Linked DNA regions of Mus musculus: region 2 is linked to region 1. The links are chromatin contacts, called in public Hi-C maps. All regions are on one chromosome and are shown on one strand. Each heading gives the region's core, a stretch centred on a gene start, on an enhancer-like site or on the middle of the called end of the contact. The rest is flanking DNA. Distances are from core to core; before and after follow the strand shown.

Region 1 (3,396 bases), core at 346-2,845:
ACCAAAACCAAAAGGCAACCTGAAGAATCACTGACAGTAAATTATCTTGAGCACTAACTAAAAGCAGTTCCTGTGCTGAGCCACTCAAAACCATGGTTAGGTGGGTCCATATACTGGACTTCAGGTCCAGCCTTCTCTCCCATACTTAGTACTCAACTCAAACTCACATGTGTAACAACTGAATTGCTGCTAGAAAGAATTCTCTTTAGAGCCTCTCACTTTGTGCTTGTGGCAAACAACCATCCGAAACCCATTCCCATTGTGTGCAACCCGGCCCTATTGGTAGCTGGGAACTCAGTGTTCTCTATCATTGATGTTGTTGTAAGTTTATTTTTGTAAGTCATGCCTACATTAAAGTTATATCAGTTAAATGAATACCAAATGAATAGAGCCCTTACACATTATCTAAAAATTAGTTCTTCCCATTTGGGTACCCGCCGTGGGTACAGGGCCTTTATCAGAATCATAGATGTTAATAAAATGTAGGATAGAAAAGCTAACAGTAACTGGTGAAAATAGAAAATCTTTTCCTTATGCAGATATTCACTTAAAAATAGTTAAAAACAACATAATTAGCCAAAACAAATTTACCAACCAAGAACAAGTTGAAAAACTTAAACTAGGCTTTTTAAAGGAGTTATTGCAAATATTACTTAGAAACCTTTTTCTCACTGAACTTCATATTTGTTTTTGTGTATTTAAAGATCTATTTGTCAGGGTTATTTTTTAAAAGAAACATTGTGGAGATACAGAAACAAGTTTAGTCACTTGTTAATGAATTGATTTCGACATACCTTTTTCAAGTTAAAAATAGATGAAGTCTGTGTAACTTTAAAAGTTTAAGTGTTTTGTGTATTAATAAATTATTAAATGGCAAAGATAGTGATACTGTCAGCAGTACTTTTTCCAGCCTTCTCCCCTGTGTTTTATTTGCTGACTTCTTTTTAACCAGATTATCTACTAAATATAGAAAGGGTAAACTTTTCACCAAAGATGTAAAACAGGCTCTGGGCTGTGTGTGCTTATGGGATACTTTAGCACACACACCCCTACCCCTACTCTCTGCCTCCTCCTCCTCCGCCCCCCCCCCCCCAACTGCATTACTTACAAGAAACGCTCCTATGTAATATTAACTGAATGCGATTCTAAACATTTCCCAATATTTCGCTATATATTGTATTCGGTATTCACTGCAATCCTTTAAGGAGACAGTCTTATTAGTTTCTTATCAAATCATAGAGATCTTATTTTGCATATTCCAAGAATCAAACGTGCAGTTTAACTCCGACGATTGCAAACGTCACTACTACGTCGTTCTGTTGAGTCCGCTGACACTGCACTGACTCACGCATTCCACGTTCTAACTAGCAAAAGGAAGCTTTGCATCGTGGTCACGCAATACCTGCCTATAAACAAGGACTCTGAGCAGGGGCAATCAAGGTTCCTTGTGGCGTGATGGCAGAGGGCCGGTCTTGTTTCCTAGGTAACAGCCATTGCACACAAGCTGATAGGGCACCGCGCTCCCAACACCTCCACCAGTGATGTCACTTCCTTGGTCTGTGCGGTTGTCCCAGCGACGCCGGCGGAAAGGCGGTGTTGGGTACCCAAGAGACCAGGCGGTTGGAAGTCACTTCCTCCCGGGGACGCTGTTGCCTAGCAACCGCCTTCTGCCTCCATCTTTTGCCCCGCCTCCAGGTTATTCCAATACCTGGTTTCCCAGACCGCGAGGCCCGGGCCGGGGGCGACACCTGTGCTAGAGCATAGCCGCTGGGTTCTCAGGTGGTCACAGGGGCCCGGGTGCACGGGGAGCGGGGTGGATGCAGGAGGCGCGGGCCGTGGTACGTGGAGGAACGGAGGGGACCGTGCTGGGTGTGCGGGGCCCTGGCGCGTGCTGGGCCGGGAGCCGCGCGGAGCTGGGATGCGGACGCCGCCTGGCCAGCCCGGGGAGCTCTGGGCGGTGGCCGGCGATCCAAATGGGCCTCCGACGTCGCGCGCTGGAAGCCTGATGTGCTGCAACTTAGTGTGGAGATGTGTGTGTAACAGCAAACGAATGGTTTGGGAAAATGTCGCTGCTGCTTGTGGTTAAGCATCGTTTTGAATACTGTTATGTGCAAGCCATTTCCGGGGCTGGGAACCTTGACAGTCCTCTTGGTTGCAGCTTGAACTAAGTCGTGGTGGCGTCCGCAATGCTGTGTGTTTTTAATAATGGAAAGTGAAATTGTTTGGCAACATTTTGTTATTATGTAGTTCATTCATCCTTCTAGTGGATGTAGAACAGTAATAACTTCCTCATGGATTTTCTTTTCGTGAAAACCAATTTGTTGTGAAATTTTTATGTACTTAACATAAAACGCTCTTAACGTTTTTAGGTGAATATATTGTACAATGATTAGAGCGATTTCTCTTTGGAGCGGGGTTGTGGGGCACTAATCCCAGGAACAGTGTCTTGATCATGTAAAAACGTCTAATTCTTTAAAATATTTATATGTATATTTCAGCCACCATCAGAGGTTGAATGAATTATTTCAGTAATTTATTAACTGTTGTATAAAAGCAGAGAAAAAGGACACACCATGTCCGATGAAATCTTCAGCACAACTTTGGCGTACACCAAGAGTCCAAAGGCTACCAAGAGAACTTCCTTTCAGGTAAAACGCTGCAAAGCATTTGGTTTTGATTATGCTGCTGCCTAGCCCTTGCTGGTTCTCACAAGATCTGGCATGACGTGGGAGGAGTTCTTGCTTCACTGTTAGTGTGTTGTAGGTCATCTGTCAACTTTGGGCTCCAGTATTGAAACACCCCTCTCTGTAGGATCCTGTCTTCAATATTTGGTTTCTAAGTTGCAAGCCAAAGAGCGACTTCAGAGCTTGGCTCTCTTTAGATTTTGGTTTTCTGTCGTAAGCGTCACAAGGTCTGACTGTGCCAATGCTGCATCCAACTCTTGTTCCCGTGTTTATCACATTATGCCCATCTCTGTAATACACTTCAAGGACCAGTTTGAGGCTGAGGGTCTGCCTCAGTGGTAGGCTATCAAAGTAGCCTGTCATGCTTGTCAAACCTAAGCACTTCCCTCCCTCAAAATGTAGGCATCTGTAACAGAATGTCAGTTTCTAGTAAATCCAATTAAATTGATGCCCCTATCATTCATTAGCATTTAGCGAAGATTGTAACCTGCAATTAATCTATCTAATACTAGTAGTCACTTCCTATTTATTTACCAGTCCCGAGGAAATGGCTCAATTCTGCGCTGAGTCTGATGACGTGGGTACGTTGTACAGCGTAGGCTTAGAGTAAAGTTGGGTGAATGAACTTAAATGTGAATGTAGAATAACCGAGTATAGTTGTTTTAAGATCTAAGTACGAGACATCCCTGCTTGAATGGGAATTGATGTTAGT
Region 2 (3,319 bases), core at 471-2,970, 50 kb after region 1:
TATATACCATATTTTCCTGAGATGCTTTATATTCTTTCCTATTACATATTATCCTCTGCCTTTCTCATTCATGCTCTGTGGGCCATCCATCGCTCTGTTGAAGGCAGTGTGCCTGTTCTATTCTCAGGATGACTCCTCCTGTCGCGTTCTGCTTTGGTATTGGCTCACTGGGATCTCTGACTCTATAGTTCCATGTCCTTTTGCGTTGCTTCCATATCTCACCTCACATGTTTAAAACTCTGCTTCATGGTTTGTTGTTGTTAATTTTATTGTGGCTTATATTCACTATGTCATAGGCTGACAATCCAATGGAGAAAACTTTTCTTATTTCTACCTTTTTTTCCCTCCATTTTAGAACTGGTAGTGGTTGTTTATACTTATTATTTCCATTTTGAATGATCTAAGTCAATCCTGACTAATTTATTTTTGGAAACATATTTAGAAAAAACTATCCAATATAGCAAAGCTGGCAGAATTTTAGCCTGATTCCCTGAGCTGCCTTTTCTGCTGTAAAGTAGTACATATGTGTATGAGTTTTTCTGGCACGTTATCTCACCACCCACGGAGACTGGCATCTGTGAACTGCTTGCCGAGCCCAGCATCTCTGCACTTCTCTGCCATCTCCACAGCACTTCTGCCATCTGACAGTTTACATTTTCTCTCTGAAAGGAAAATTGCCTATTACTATAGAGAGCCACACAGTCTTGGGTAAGGATCTCACTGTTGACAGATGCACCTTGTTATAGCAAGCTGCTTTAGTGCTAAAGGTTCTAACCTCCAAGTATACTGCTCCTAGGGAAATGAAAGCATCTCAGCAGATTATGTAGACTCTGCAGTGGCAAGAAATCAGATGGCACAGAGAGTGCTCTGTCTGCGTATGTCAATGTGACTGTGGGAGATTTTTCTCCTGAATTATTGCTTGGGCCCAGATGTCTCCCCTTGTCATCAGAATACAATTTTATATTTCTAAACAAATTTGTTTTTGTACTGCAGAGCTTCCCCTCTCCTTCAAATCTAGCCCCTAACCATCACCCCCAGCTTTGGGGTAGCCCCCTGCTATGGCCTCTCCTCACTCTCTGTTCCCATTTCTAGGAAACTGAGCAGATCATGATGGAAATCCTGCTTTTTATCTCACCTGTGGACCTCCCCCAACCCAGAACGGCACCTCCCTGCCCATTCTTATTTCTCAATGTTAACTTGAATATTTAGAAACATGGTTTTATTTTTCTATCTCATTACATTTTTATTTCCTTTGATTTTTTTTCTGTAAGAAAAGAAAAGGGGGTGAGGCAGTGCATTAAAATACACTTTCAAATAGAGAGAAGAAAAAGGAGACTTAGCTGGATCTGACATGCTCAGAACATATGAATCCAGACCCAATTAAAAAGGACGTCAACATTACTTACAAGAAGGATTAGATGAGAAAAGGCAAAGTGAGATGCTTAAAGGTATTTTAGAAACATGTTTTAACCAGAAGCCCCAGCAGACACACTTGTCAGGATCCCAGAGGAATTACCTGCCAGGTAACACATAGCCACCACAGCCTTTTAAGAACCAGAGAGGGCAATAAAAATCAAGAATAAAAACCCCACCTACCCAAGAAAGTCAAGACTATATATTAGCACCTAGAATTACCATCTTCCCAAGGCCAGACACTGAGACACCAGCATAAGAACTCAACTATTAACAGTCAGGATATTAAGTCTCCACTAGAGGACACAATCTTCCCGCAGCAGGCCCTGAGAGCTGCAACCTAACTGAATAACAAGACAAATATGTTAAAACAGCCCTTTATGAATGTGGCTGAGGTCCTTAAAGAGGAAATGAATAAGTCCTTCTAAGCAAACACAGTCGAAGGAAATGAACAGAACAGTTCAAAACCTGAAAGTAGAAGTAGAGTCAATAAAGAAAACCCAAACTTTTGGAAATATGGACATGCAAATTTTAGGAACTCGAATAAGAGTTGGCTATCCTTAACAACAGAAAACAAGAGATGCAAGTGAGAATCTCAGACATTGAAGGTACAGTAGGAGAAATGGAGAACTCAGTCAGGGAAGTTGTTAAATCTAAAAATCCTGTCAAAAACCATTTTGAATACATAGGACTCTGGTGGGGTGGGGGGTAAATCTAAGAATAATAGGTATATACAAAGGAGAAAAAACACAGATCGAAGGCACACAAAAAAAAAATCTTCAACAAAATTATAGAATAAAATATCCCTAATCTAAAAAGGAAATACCTATCAAGATACAGGAAGCATATAGAATACCAAATGAACTGGACCAGAAAAGAACATCTCCTCGGTACCTAATAATCAAGGCCCTAAATGTACAGGAAAAAGGAAAGAATATTAAAAGATAATAGGTTATAAAGAACAAATATCATATGAAGGTAGACCTATTAAATTAACACCTAACTTCTCTAAAAGAATTCTAAAAGCCAAAAGGATCTAGATATATGTTCTACAAACTCTAGTAGACCATAATGCCAGATCAGATTACTATGCCCAACAAAACTGTTAATCATAATTGATGGAGGAAGAAAGAAATTCATCAGTAAAACCAAACTTAAGCAATAGCAACATATAAATCCAGCTTTAAAGATGAAGATACGAAGAAAACTCCAACCTGAAGAGGCTGGCCCCACCCAAGAAAACTCAAGGAATCACTTATTCCAGCAAATCAAGAGTGGAAACACACGCACACACACACTACAACAACAACTGCTGCTGCTGCTGCTGCTGCTACTACTACTACTACTGCTACTACTACAAGAAAACAGGAATCACCAAAGACTACTAATTTGTATCTCTCAATATTGTTGGTTTTAATTCCTCATAAAATGACACAGACTAACAGAATGGATGAAAAACTAGGATCCATCCTTCTGCTGCAACCAAGAAACACACCTTATTTAGCACCAAGGATAGACATCACATCAAACATGAAATGAGATATTCCAAGCAAATATCTGGTGTAGCTATTTAAATATCTGACCAAATAGACTTCAAACAAAAAGTAGTCAGAAGATATAGGGAAGAATACTACATACTTATCAAAGGAAAAAAAATCCACAAAGAAAACAACATCAATTCTTATCATCTATACCTCAGATAAAATGGTACTCAAATTCATAGAATAAATACTACTATAACTTAAATCACATATTGACCTTCATACTCTGATACTAGGAGATGTCAATACATCACTCTCAATGATAGACATGTAATCCAGACAAAAACTAAATAGAAAAATGTTGGAGCTAACAGATGTTATAAATTAAATGGACATAAAGATATTTACAGAACATTTCACTCAAA

Evidence for each region. A called contact is a pair of places that touch in the nucleus more often than the background predicts.
Region 2: a contact with region 1 is called in a Hi-C map of the N1E-115 cell line, with 4 times the contacts expected there. The contact joins the enhancer-like site here to the promoter of Map9 in region 1. A contact is called at or near these places in 1 of 39 promoter capture datasets (hippocampal neurons), 2 of 484 Hi-C or Micro-C datasets (the N1E-115 cell line and pachytene spermatocytes), 1 of 115 datasets of contacts at active chromatin or transcription factors (embryonic stem cells) and 1 of 9 other capture datasets (pancreatic islet).

The regions. Positions count from the first base shown.
Region 1 is chr3:82,356,477-82,359,872 of GRCm38.p6, forward strand. Map9 (microtubule-associated protein 9) reads left to right here and starts at 1,596. Exons shown (of 14, transcript NM_001081230.1): 1 at 1,596-1,779; 2 at 2,499-2,648. The coding sequence starts at 2,574.
Region 2 is chr3:82,405,896-82,409,214 of GRCm38.p6, forward strand. No RefSeq gene overlaps it. Among named protein-coding and RNA genes, the nearest start is that of Map9, 49 kb to the left of the region's middle. Within about 2 kb of position 1,721, at least 26 of the 459 cell types and tissues checked have an H3K27ac peak or open chromatin away from gene starts, as enhancers often do. A contact at or near this core is called in the N1E-115 cell line and hippocampal neurons, where this site is marked.